Regions from separate parts of the Drosophila melanogaster genome. Here regions 1 and 2 are each linked to region 3. Evidence: chromatin contacts called from public Hi-C and targeted proximity ligation data. All regions are on one chromosome and are shown on one strand. The core of a region is the stretch at or near the end of the contact, and the rest is flanking DNA. Distances in the headings are between cores, read along the strand shown. Region 1 holds the start of Pdp1 (PAR-domain protein 1). Region 2 holds the start of lncRNA:CR43974 (long non-coding RNA:CR43974). Region 3 holds the start of lncRNA:CR44526 (long non-coding RNA:CR44526).

The links. Hi-C and Micro-C count contacts between places; a contact is called where the count stands out from the background.
Region 1: a contact with region 3 is called in a targeted proximity ligation map of the S2 cell line, with 10 times the contacts expected there. A contact is called at or near these places in 6 of 107 Hi-C or Micro-C datasets (the Kc167 cell line, the S2 cell line and the Sg4 cell line) and 1 of 7 datasets of targeted methods (the S2 cell line).
Region 2: a Hi-C map of the S2 cell line shows a contact between it and region 3, with 2.6 times the contacts expected there. A contact is called at or near these places in 3 of 107 Hi-C or Micro-C datasets (the S2 cell line, embryo and gut).

Annotation. Positions count from the first base shown.
Region 1 is chr3L:7,864,733-7,868,922 of dm6, forward strand. It overlaps Pdp1 (PAR-domain protein 1), which reads right to left and starts at 2,637. Exons shown (of 5, transcript NM_168233.3): 1 at 2,509-2,637. The coding sequence starts at 2,551.
Region 2 is chr3L:8,081,875-8,086,046 of dm6, forward strand. It overlaps lncRNA:CR43974 (long non-coding RNA:CR43974), which reads right to left and starts at 1,326. Exons shown (of 3, transcript NR_073918.1): 1 at 799-1,326; 2 at 641-739; 3 at 50-275. All of the region lies in intron 3 of Sarm (Sterile alpha and Armadillo motif), which reads left to right.
Region 3 is chr3L:8,690,725-8,694,937 of dm6, forward strand. lncRNA:CR44526 (long non-coding RNA:CR44526) reads left to right here and starts at 1,979. Exons shown (of 1, transcript NR_124833.1): 1 at 1,979-2,467.

The DNA.
Region 1 (4,190 bases), core at 1,387-3,886, 830 kb before region 3:
TTCCCATATCTCATCTCCCCAGCGGTTGTAAATGTTTCAAGTTATTTACCAGTCATAAAATACCCCTATAAATAGCAGGTGACCATATAGAATATCGGAACTGACTCGATAAGCCTCATTTGACGAATAAATGTCTAGTGAATTTAATCTTGGGGCGATTCCCATGAATGGGGACTGTACCGCACCGCTTCCCGATCGATTGAAAACAAACGCCTTGGCATCGCTTTTTGCTCCATGCGTATGGTACATGTATACTATGTGTTTTTATCATCACGCCACCGAATGTCCAAGTCCACTCTCGATTCCACTTGCAAGACTGACCGACCCCAAATTAAAAAACAAAAAAAAACGCCTGACTCAGATTGCTCAGAAATTTTCCAAAACTGCCCAGACGCGTTGTATTTTTTTTTTTCGTATAGAGGCGCGTGCCAATGGAAGTCTTGGCTTCAGGTTAGTCGCGTGTTTGGTGACCCGATTTTAAGAACAGATTATTGAGTCGTTTTAAACCAGATAATGCCTGCTGGATCAGCCTCCCAAGCTACGACATATGGCGATTGTTTTGGTTTTGGGTGGCATTTTTCGAATTGCGTTTTGCATCAGTAAAATTTCCACGCCCAGAAGCGTGCGTTGCGATCTTATCAGCCGGAGCAGAGTGAATGGAACTTGGAGGTTCTAAGACAGCCACTAAATCCCCGACCTGACCATGTGATCCGATCGCTGGAAAAAAAAAACAACCGAACCCCAGATCGTGAGAGTTGTTTCTGTGGGGAAAACACGATCGTGAGTCTCGCACTCTCGCGAGCTTTTAATGAGAGCTTTGTCGATTCGATCCAGAAGTTGCTAGAAAATAATGAATATCAGGGTACAACAGGTGCACTGAAAAAAGGGCGTGCAACGAGAGGCTTATCAGAAGCTGTGGGTATTAATAATACTATAAAATTTGTCGTTGCATATTAGAACTATGAAAATGGAATCCTTTTCATTATTATTATTTTTCAGGTTCATAATTTTTTAGCTTATGAACCAATATCTAAGATCTATGGACTTTCCCTGTCTGATTAAAACAAATGCAATATATTATTTACAAAATGCATTCTGTAAATATAGATAATTAAATCTAAAGTTTCTCACAAGTAAAAGGCTCGAGAACAAATGGAATCTTTATTATATGCATGGTCGTCTTTTCAAGCCCTCTAAAAATGAGCAATGGGATGGCAACTGTGTGACTGTGTGTCGTAAATGTTTATAATTAAAACTAGCCCCTGCCTACATCCACACCATAATCATCGTAATCACCATCCGCACAGCCACAACTCACTTTTTATGCGGCCCAACTATATCATGAGGGTAAATATTTATAGTCGCCTGGTAACCTCGTCTTTCCTTTCCTCCTGATAACGAAGCCGGCGACAACGATGACAGTGCAATTGATTGTGATTATGGAATGGCGACAACTGTCGACGACGACGTCGTCGTTTCTATTTCACCAATTCTGGACAGCAGTCCATCATGGCAACCCAAAACTGAGTACTGGATAGGGGGAAATGAGCTCAATCCAAGAATCCACGCTATTTTATCGAGCACCCCAACATTTGATTAGTCTGATATCAAAGGCCTCAAGTGCCGACGCAAGATCCAACGGGGTCAGTTTTGGGGCCTATGCATATCGATCGCAGGTGATCGGGTTGGTAAATACTAGTTTATCTCGGGGAAGTCGTTCGGTGGAGTGGCTAAGTGGTCGGAGGGGTGGGAACCTGATTGGGCTTGGGGGTTTCCTGGGCGGGGTCCACAATATATCAATTAGGCGGCATCTGGATTGTACTAATTAATGACGGCATGCTGTGTAAATTCCGAATTATTCATTGCTATTGAGTACGGCTGCACTGGGTATTTATAAATATATAAATTTTAAGACTAAAGCAAAAAAATTAAAAGTTTGTTTCAGCTTCTCTATCTTCAGATCCCCCAATTTAGTGTGTGAAAGTATGCTACAAAAATCCTTCGAAATCCTTTAGCCACTCCTAATTCAGGTACCTCTTAGTCTCGATCCACTGTACCTCGTGACGTTTCTATTGAAGGCCGAACACAATATACAAGCACTCTAATTTTGCGTGTGCGTACATAAGCTACTATTTGCTTAAGGCTCCGCCGCTAGGTAAATAAAAAATCACCATAGAAATGGAAATAGCAAAAAAAAATAGAAAATCAAAGAAACCAATTTGTAGCAATCTGAAGACAAAATCAAATAATTTGTCACATGGCGGGCTTAACCACGGCAAAATAGAAAACAAAAAAATAAATAAAACCGTGCAAAAGCTTACTATCACACGCCCCCACAATGCTCTCTTGAGCTCTTTCTCTTTTTCGCGCACAAAGTGTGAGTGAGAGGCAGAGCAAACAAAACCGATTCGCACTCTCGCCAATGCACGTGTTACCTTTGTTGGGGCTTTCGATGATTCGGTGAGAGGGGCAAGGGGGCAATGGACAGGTGCCTACGCTACCACTTACCTCGCACGGATAAGTCCATGATATTCTCCTTGGGCTCGCTCATTGCACACTCTGTGTCCTCCTATCGATTGCAAGTGTTTGAAAACCGATTACCGATACACACGGTCGCAGCAACAACGCGTAACTGAAACTATTTTCCAAAAGATTAAATCATTTCGATGGCGGCGCGGGGGAGCATTGGGACATAAATTGGAAATCAAAATAAGAGCAACTTCAAGTACTCATTCTCACTCTGCTCTCTCGCTCTCTCTTTTTGGTGCAGCCGGCAGAATGTAATCACGTGGTCTTTATCTTCACTGGAGCCATTCAGGGGGCCAGAGCGTGAGGGGGCTAGTTGCGGAGAAGCAGCGAGAGAGCCAAGCGGCATATGTCCATCTCGCTCGCTCGCATGGCCCTCTTATATAAGCCTTATGTAACGGAGAGTCGCAGGGGCATGCGCACATGGCAACAGTGGATCGTGGGGCCATAAAAATAGAAATCTATACTAAGTACCCACTACGAACGACTCTGACTAATCGCCGTATTTCTATTTTAGTAGCTAGGGGTCAGGTTGCAGAAGGATTCCATCAAATATTTTACGTCTATAAATAAATAAATATCATAAATCATTTAAATTATAAAATTATTTAAATATATTGATATGAATAAAAACACATTAAATGTGGTTCATAAAATATTTAATATTTTTACATTTAAAAATAGTTTTAGATGACTTCCAATTTTAGTTTAAATACTTAAATTCCTACTAGTAAAATGATATGACCTTAAGTTTTGGGTCATGCTTTTCGAAATCAGTAAGCTATGGAGTTCTTTGTCAAAAGGGGGTTATGTACAAATGTTCATCAAAGGGAATTAAAGCACTTCTGTTATGATAAAAGCTTGAAAATCCTTCCCCTAAGCTAGATAAACAGGGGCAAACATCAGCGCAGCGCAATCAAATTGATTGGCAAGCTGTCTCCCCAATATAGATACCACATAAGGTATGGGAATTAGGCCGGGGATTAGTCAGCGGAGGAACGAATGCTAATGCCTCCTTAGAAGGGGGAATGGTAAAACAATTTCCATTTCTCAACCGATATTATTAGTTTCGTTGAACAAAATTTGCACTGGAAAAAAACCCTTTTCTTACTCATGATAAAATATAAAAACTAATTAATTTTAAGACATTTGGAATAATATTTATAATGAATACTAAGATGCAATCTATTTAACTAAAAGAAGAACAAAAATAAACTTTATCTTTTTAATATACTTTTTCATATTTTCTTGTAAAATACAATCTACATTTTTCAAATTTCTTGGCGCGCCAAATCATTAACATTTCTACATTTGAAAACATGTTAACGAATTTAATGTATTTATAGACTTTTATTATTATAGACTCTTGTGCAGTTAACTAAGCTATTGACTAAATGCTATAAGCTAAAAAAAAAGTCTCTATAAAATCACTTAAATGTATACGTTCAAGACGTTTCTTTCATTTAATTTGTTAAATTTAGGTTTCACGATCTGATCTTATGACATAAAAACGATTGTTTAACAAAATGCTTAGCATACTTTTAAGCATATTTTTTTTACTGTTGTTGCACTGTTATTAAGAGAATAGCTAGCTGTTAAGACATTCTTTGCAGACTCTGTTTTATTCGGTTGCCTTGGTAACTTCTTCATTCATTTATTTCAGA
Region 2 (4,172 bases), core at 76-2,575, 610 kb before region 3:
ATGCATTTTAAGGAAAGAGAAAAACGAAAGAGACAAGAGCAACAAGTTTCGAAAGCTTTTTTACCAGATGGTAATGCCTCGTTCTCACTGCCAGTGTTGTTAAATCAAAAAAAGCGCCAATATTGATGTTTCTCTCTCTCTTCATATTGCTCGCTCTTTCCCTCCCTTTTGTTTAGGGTGGGCAGGCGGCAAACAAGTTTACTTTGCTCTGCTTTTGTGCTTTTCATTCAGTTTTCATAACTCAGTTGTGTTCGTCGCCGTCGCGCGTTCAAAAGCTGAAATCAAAATACCAGTGCTGAAATATAGAAAATCGAAGCGCAATTATAAATCACAAAAATAACGTGATTATTACCCTGTTAATACTATCATAAATAATGATATAAAATGTATGTTAATTCAGATTAAGTGTTAACAAATAAAACGGAAAAAAATAATAATCTATATTTTAAGATCGAAGAATTATTAAATATTTAAATCATTTTTAAAAGTGTTTTTAGTGATTAAAAATGCAGTAAATATACTGAGTGCATCTTTCCTAAACTTTCTTTGATTAAGATACATGGTCTAATTTTAACCATAAGGTAATAATTATGTAAAATGTTTTAAAAAATGCTGCATAAATTTCAATATATTCATCTACCTTTGAAATCCAACCAATATTTGCCAATATTTCGAATTCAATGTTGAAAACGTTTCGTTGTACATTTTAGCAACAGGAAGTTCTGTGTAAACTTTTACCCTGAAAAGACATAAAAAACTTGTTATTGTTTATAGTAGGGGTATAATAAGGCACCTCACCCCTTCCTGGCCACAATTGGCTGTGCGATGGGAAATGTATCTTATAGATAGTTTGCGTAGTTGTTGCTCAGTTTCATGGTCGATTGCCTCGATTATGCTTTCTGATTGCACTACACACAGTCTCCGCCTCACATAGAGAACCCATTAAAACGATATACATTTTGGCACTTTTACCTCGTCTCCCAGATTGGCAGTTCGCCCAGGTGAAAAGAATCTGCGAACCGGTTTTTCGCTGTACAGGTAAACCACATAGATATGAATACCATATTTTTTTTTGTTCTGTGAAATGTTTTCTTTCCCTCCGTTTATTTATGGCTTATCTCCGACAGTACAACTGATATCGAATCGCGGTCGCGACCAACATGTCCAAAAGACATTGGCCCGGCCCACGCAATCGGGCAATCAAAGGGGTAGCCGAAAGTAAACACACCCTTGTTCCAATTGTAGGGATTGCAATCTGACCCGGCCTCTGAAAATATGGGTGGCAAATCCCTATAAGGGATAACGTGGAAATCGTTTCCTTAATGCGACATATTGTCCGAAAAAAAATGAAAATAAAAGCAAAGGTTTTACCATATAAGACAACCCTACAATTTTTACAATTTTTGATTTTAATGAAAGCTTAAGGTTATTGGTATCTTAAATTTTATAATAACATTTTTTAATAAATATTTTAATATGTACACATATATAAATGGAATTTCTTAATAAATTCTTTTTATTCTCTGATGAAATTATAGTTTAAGTCGTATGATTAAGAGCTATCTTGACTCATTTTGAGGGGGCTTTGGAACGAACTGCGATTACCTAAAAATCATGCAAATTTGTTGTTTAATTCACTTAAAAACAATGAGATAAAAAGCCACAGCAAAATATATATATTATTACGTATCAGTAGAACCATAATTTACTAGGAATACAATATTCAAGATAATAATGTGGCTCACTTTGCATTCTGAGGTATTTCTTTGCGATAGTTCTGAAACAATTGATTCGCAGAATCTTTTGACCTCCGTTTCACCGTTCCTATGGTTAACTTTTGGCAAGATTATCAGGTGAGCCATCCGCCTACGCAGTGGGCTAAATGTAACGTCAAATTCGAATGCATTAGATTAATCTCTGGCTAATGAGACAAATTTCAGACACAACTAATTGGCAATGGCAGTCGCAATCGCAGCTGTTTCAGCTGCAGTCGTTGCCATACAAAACATGCAGATACAAAACGTAGATGCAGATACAAATATAATCACAGAGCACGACAATGCCACTGACATAGACCTTGAACTTGTGCGATTTTTCCCGTTTGCCTTGCCTTTTCGCCTTTTGCCGATTTTCCTTTGCTCAGCGGCTTGCATTATCTATCGCAGCGGAGCAATTTGAATAGAAAATTGAGTTTGGAGCTGAGCGGAAATACCTCTGCCTGCCATGTCATCGTAAATATTTTCCCGCTTTATTTTTCATTCAATTTGCTACCTTTGAGTGCTCAAATTGCAAAGCGCGTCATTCGCTTGGCAGGTGGAATGGCAGGTGCATCAGGTACAAAATATATGTCTCCGGGGCATAGAGCTCGAGAAGTGGGCAACTAAAAGCCGAGTCGGAGACGAAAGTGCTAAAATTGAATCATTGAAAGTTGGCTTGAATAAGTGCACTTGAAGGTGCCAGTTGCCAAGACGACAGTGAGTGGAAATAGCTATACTTTTGTAGGCCTTCTTGAAGCTGATTTATTAAAGTTATCATTCGTAATAAGGTCGCATTTGTATATCAAAAGCTAAAGACCTCAAGACGTTCTAAGCTATTTTTAAAGCACGAAAAACATAAATTTAAATGAATACTATTATATTTGAAAGAACACCCGACAGTGTTTTGAGAGATTTAGTACTTTAAAGCGTGTGTTTGTTAAAGCGATCAATAAGAATCACATTTTACGACCCTATTATCTCTTGAACTTAAAATTGTGAATTTTTCACAAACCTATGAGCCCCTTTAAATATTTCTATATTTCTATATTTGTTTTTTCCTTTGCTCACACTCGGTTTAGACTATTCATCAACTTTTCGCAGTCGGTGTTTGCACTTCCAGTTTGTTTATCGCCCTCGCCCACACGACAACCTCAACCTACGACCCATTGGAAACAGTCTCAGTTTTTGTTTTCCTTTTTTTTTCCCTGAAATGTCACTGCCCACATTGTGGAGCTCTCTTCACATTTTCTTTTTTTTTTTCGCAATTTCCCCCTACGTTTTCTTGTTTTCGCTTGCCAGTTTGCATTTGAAATTTGCCGCCCTAGAACAATAAACTGGCTTTATGATAGAAATTCTCTCTGTTTGTAGGGTGTCTGTGGAGGGGGGGGGGAGATGTCAAGGGGGGATTGGGTGGGAAAAATGTGCGGGGGGGGGTGCTACAAATTGGGATGGGGGCTGGATACTACTGTTCAAAGCAAACAAACAAAGTTTGGCATTCATAGTTGAATGCCAGGGACTAATTAAACAATAATAAAACGCAAATAAAACGAGAGTATAATACGTTTTATGGTGCTTCTGGCACCCCTTTACCAACCACCCCACCCACCAACTCAACTCATTCACCCAAAAAAAGAGCGAGAACCCCTTCCCCAAACCACCAAACGTATACACCATATCAGCAGCACCCAAAAATTATTGTCACGAATACATTAAAAATCACTCAAGCGTTGTCTCGTGTGCCAATTTTTTTTTTTTGTTGTTGGTATATATTTTTGCTAAAATTTCTTCCCCCATCCCACTGCCCAATTTCAATGTGGTGTTCATTTAAATCACATAAAAATCAAACAAAAAAAAACCCACATAAAAGCCAGTTTTATTATTCCATGTTCTATTACGGGTTCTGTTTTTTTGTCTACCCCCCTCCCATTTTTGTATGTTAATTGAGAAGTTTTATAACTTTTTAATGAAACAGCCAAACGAAACTAAACCAAAGTGAACCGCAAATTATATGCAAATCCACAGTGATGAAAAAATCCCTACCTTGAAACGGTTTTACATTTGGAATTTGTGACAAGTCTTCAAAACTAATGCTTTGATAAATCAATAAAACTTTGCTAATCATCAAGTTTAAATTTGAAGATAATTTACTTAGTGTCTTTGGGCATTAAAGTGACTAACGAATACCCTTCAGCAAGAACTGATATTTTTTTCATAAGCAATACAATTGAATTAAATTTCTGACCTATTCATTTTTTGTATAATTCTGATATTGAAGTGATTTAATTGGATTTTTTTAATTGAGTATCAGAATTCGAAAATATCACTTGCGCGAGGATCATTTTAAATTGACATCTTAAACCATTTAAAACAATTTTGAATTTAGCAAGATAGCAACTTAATTATTTAATTGCGAAT
Region 3 (4,213 bases), core at 729-3,228:
CAGTCACATTTGTTTTTCCTGTGGGCACAATCAATCTATGGCGCGAAAGCCAAAAATAAGTCGATCGACCGAGTCTTAACCGCAAACTTAACGCCTTGGGCTCAGCCGGCGATATCGTGGACATATCGAACTTATGACGCAAGTATCACGTCTGGACATCCAGTATGCAGTAGTCAATACCCAATACCCAGCTGACGGTGGAGTCAATCCGACCGATTCGTAGATACAGCAGCGCTAAAAACAAATCGTGAGAAAGGCCACCGATGTTGACAATTCACACCCTGGATCGTCGAGAGCGGAAGATTTGTTGCTTTCCTACGCTATGGAAAACTACAGGGAGCTTCTTGGACTCAGACCCCAATTTGCTATCATTAGATAGACTCACTCCAGCATATATTTACATGCTTTACGACTTTTAACACCTGATAAGATTTGATTTAAATGTCACAATTAGCGGATGACAAAAATTTCCATATCAGTGTGAATCTCTCTGTCTGGAGTGTCGGGAGGTATTTTTGAAGTTCATTCCGCTTCGTTTTGCGGATTGCCCTATTTTTAGATAGGCCACGTGCAGTCTGATATCTTATTCTATTAGCTCACAATTACGACGCCTTTCAGGAGTAACTAAGCACTATATTTTTAGCACAAAGTCATGAAAAGGCCTACATTTTATCTATTCACTTGACCATGAGGCATTTCCTTTATTAGTTTTACAATTGCTCAGCAAACCATCAATTACACATTTCCCTTGATAAGCCCATTAAGTGTTTCCGCAAAACTAAAAATGCTCCATATAAGGTCATCGCATTAGCGATAGTAATTGATAGGCTAGTATCGTGGTAAGATTTTAATTTTAGCACTCACATTCAACCTGGAACGTGGAATATGGTGCTATGGGTGTTATGGGGATATAGCAAGGTATCACCATCCGGAAATGAGTCGAGCCCCAAAAAAAGGAAATTCTTTATAGTTTAACGCGATTAGATTTGCGACCGTTAGACTGTAAGGGATATCGGATGGGGTGGGTGTACCATTGCCCAGACGAATCATGCTGATTGCATGCATCGTACGATCTCTGTACGCTGATTCCAGCTCGAGTTCCGGCAGCCAGCTGCTGACGTCAAAGTCTTTAATCGAAAGTCGAAACGATGTGACCCACATACAAACATTGAAAGCACAAGTGTTGGCCTAGCCCTTAGTTGCTGACTAAAGTCGGCCCGGGCAGCCAGATAAGGCCAGACCATCCGACCGCGGATCCCATGCACCGCACCACGTACTCCTTGACGGGGTGTAAGAAATACACTGAGCAAATTTAGAATGAGCTTTACGCTTATCATAGTGATATATGATTGAGACAGGTCTTCTAATATAGTTTTTCCAGCAATGAGTAATAAGAAACGCAAAGAAGGGAGTTCCCCCTTTTATATATTGTGAGTCGGTTCGTTTTATGTAAATAAATTTCTTATAATAAATGCTATTTTTTTTAATCTCAAACAGGTTTTACAATATCTTTAACCAAGTAAATAATAATATATTTTAAATCAATATAATTGATTTACATTTATTAAGACCGTAGATTCTTATTATTTACTTGTCTATACCCAGTACTTTAAAAACTTTGAATATATACTGTAAACTTATTGATTGTATATTTACTTATTTTCAACACATGGTAAAATGTATTTTCGTATCTTAAAGCAAGAACCTAACAGTTTTTTTCAGTGCACAGTTCGAAGGCGTCTACGTGCGCTGCAATGCGAAGCACGAGCCCCGTCGTTAATTTCACCATTAGCCTCCTCGCACAGTGAACACTCTGATAAGACGCCGGCATGCCGTGCCACACATGCACACACATAAATATATAAAGTAATATATGACTGATTGTCTGCCGAGGCCCAAGACGTCGGTCGTCGTAAACAGCTTATCAGCCGGGCAATGTGGTTACCCGTCGAAAGCGCTGGAACGGCAACCAGATCGGGAACCTGTCACAGACAGCTGCCGAGTCTCCGGCTGGCACATGCAATCACCCGGCGGAGCAAAGTGCGAAGACCGACGTCATCGTGGAACGCTGACGCAACGACCTTGCCAAGCGGCCCACCTCCCGACGCTCCCACCGGCCACCCACCTTAAAGTCCAACGGGCTGTGAGTCACCAGTCGCCATTGATTTCCATTAGATTTCGATTCGATGACTGGCACTCATGCGGATCACAGATTACAGGATGTCGGACGACTTAGTTGGATTTCTGGGAATCTCGAAATCCCACTGAGCAATGCTATGATATTGACTTCGATTGCATTGCGGAACTGACTTGGATTACGATTGGATTACAACACGGAACTTTATGATAATATTTTCCAAAAGCCTTTGGTCCAGATTATTAATGATATCATGTAACTAAATAATCATTGAATATTTCCCCTAGCAAGAACTTACATATATATAATAATTATAAGTCCGACGACTTTAAGTGATTTGTTTTTGATGGATTTGAAAGATACAAAATTAAAACATCGCTCAACTTGCAATACTAAGCCACACAAGCTGAGAGTCCACCGATCGATCATTAGTTCTTCTTGGCCATTAGAAAATCCCTTCTTTATATAACACGATCATCCGATACGATCCGTTGCCTCTTTCATCAGCTTTTTGGCCAGACATGCCCTGGGGTCTCGAATCTACACAGACACCTCATACATTCAAAATCGATATTTTTTAGATGCTGCTCTTTCGAGTCGAGCTTAGTGTTTTTTATTTTTTTTTTTTTTTTTGGTTTTTGCTGGCTTTGTCTTTGGCGCCGTCTAGCTCAAAAATGTCTAAAACTGTCATTAATTAGAATTTGCAGCGTGTCGAGTCTGTGCCATCCGTCGTCGCTTGTCTGGCCGTTTGGCATTAAAATGTTAACCACCAAGGGGCCAAAAAGGGGGACCAGACCGCATCGCGAACGTTTCTGGAATTCCCCCGCCGCAAAAAAAGAAAGCAAGCCACAAGAAAAATTAGCCAACAAGCGTGTGTTTGCCAAAGCCAAGGCAAAAACAACACAAAAAAAAAGAAATAAGAGTTAAAAATAATCATAAATAAAGGTAGGAAAATAAAGCAAATATCGCCTGAGACAAAAACCAGTCGGAGATGCCGTTGGAGACGCCAAATGGTGGCTACGCTCGACAGGGGAGGGTGGGGGGATAGGGGGCCACAGACGGGCCCCACTCTAAGCCACTCTAAGCCAACTGAGCAACTGAGCCACTGAGCCACTGAACCGCCGAGCAACAACTCTGAGCCACTTTGAGCCACACGCGCCGCGCTTTTGTCATAAGCCTGTCATAGACCACGCGACTGCAGCTGAATTCACACGCTTCGTTGTGGTTTATTGTATTTTTTTCCATATAATTTATATATCATTTGATTGTATTCCACTTCGTGGAATTTGCGGCGACATTCCCAGCACACTTCGTATATATATATAGTGTAGTCTACTGACATGTGGATATATGGATAATGGGGCCACAGTCTGGCTTCTATTCAGAACGATTGGCCGATTTGGGTGCAGTTTCCTAGGCCAGATTTGCATCGAAAGTTTAACAATTCGATCAGATCTTATCTTTTATTTCTTTCGCTAAATCATAGATTTTGAAAGGAATTTTAAAGTGGAATTTTTTGTTCTTGGCCTATTCATAAAACATAATTTTTCCACAATAAAGAGTTTTGTATGTATGGTGGTATAAAAATCTGATCAATGCAAAAGCTGAAATATTTCTAAAATATTGGTCTGCAGTGTAGAGCAAATAAATATGTATATATAAATACATTTTTTTTTAAAGAAGACTATCTACTGTAATTGCTATTTTCCGACACTTAATTTGCAGCTGACGTTCTGTCAATTAGCCACATGGAATGGCATAGTGCCTGTTGTGGGCGTTTGATTGATGTTAGAAATGCCGCCATCGTGCGATACTCGATTATGATAATGCAGGTGAGCCTTCAACAGGTGCCACTGCCATTGGGGATTGGAATGGCGTTTGGAATGGGATCGGGAGTGGATATGACCAACAGTTCGGAGCTTTGGAGCCGAGTCGTGCTGGTTTTTCCCCACAGAATTAACTTCAAGAGCAGATAACATGCCTCATAAATCAAGAGCATGTAAATAGTTTAACGCGTGTGTGTTCCACTTTATTAGCTCATTGAAGCTCATGAGCATTGCTTTTGTGCACATCGTA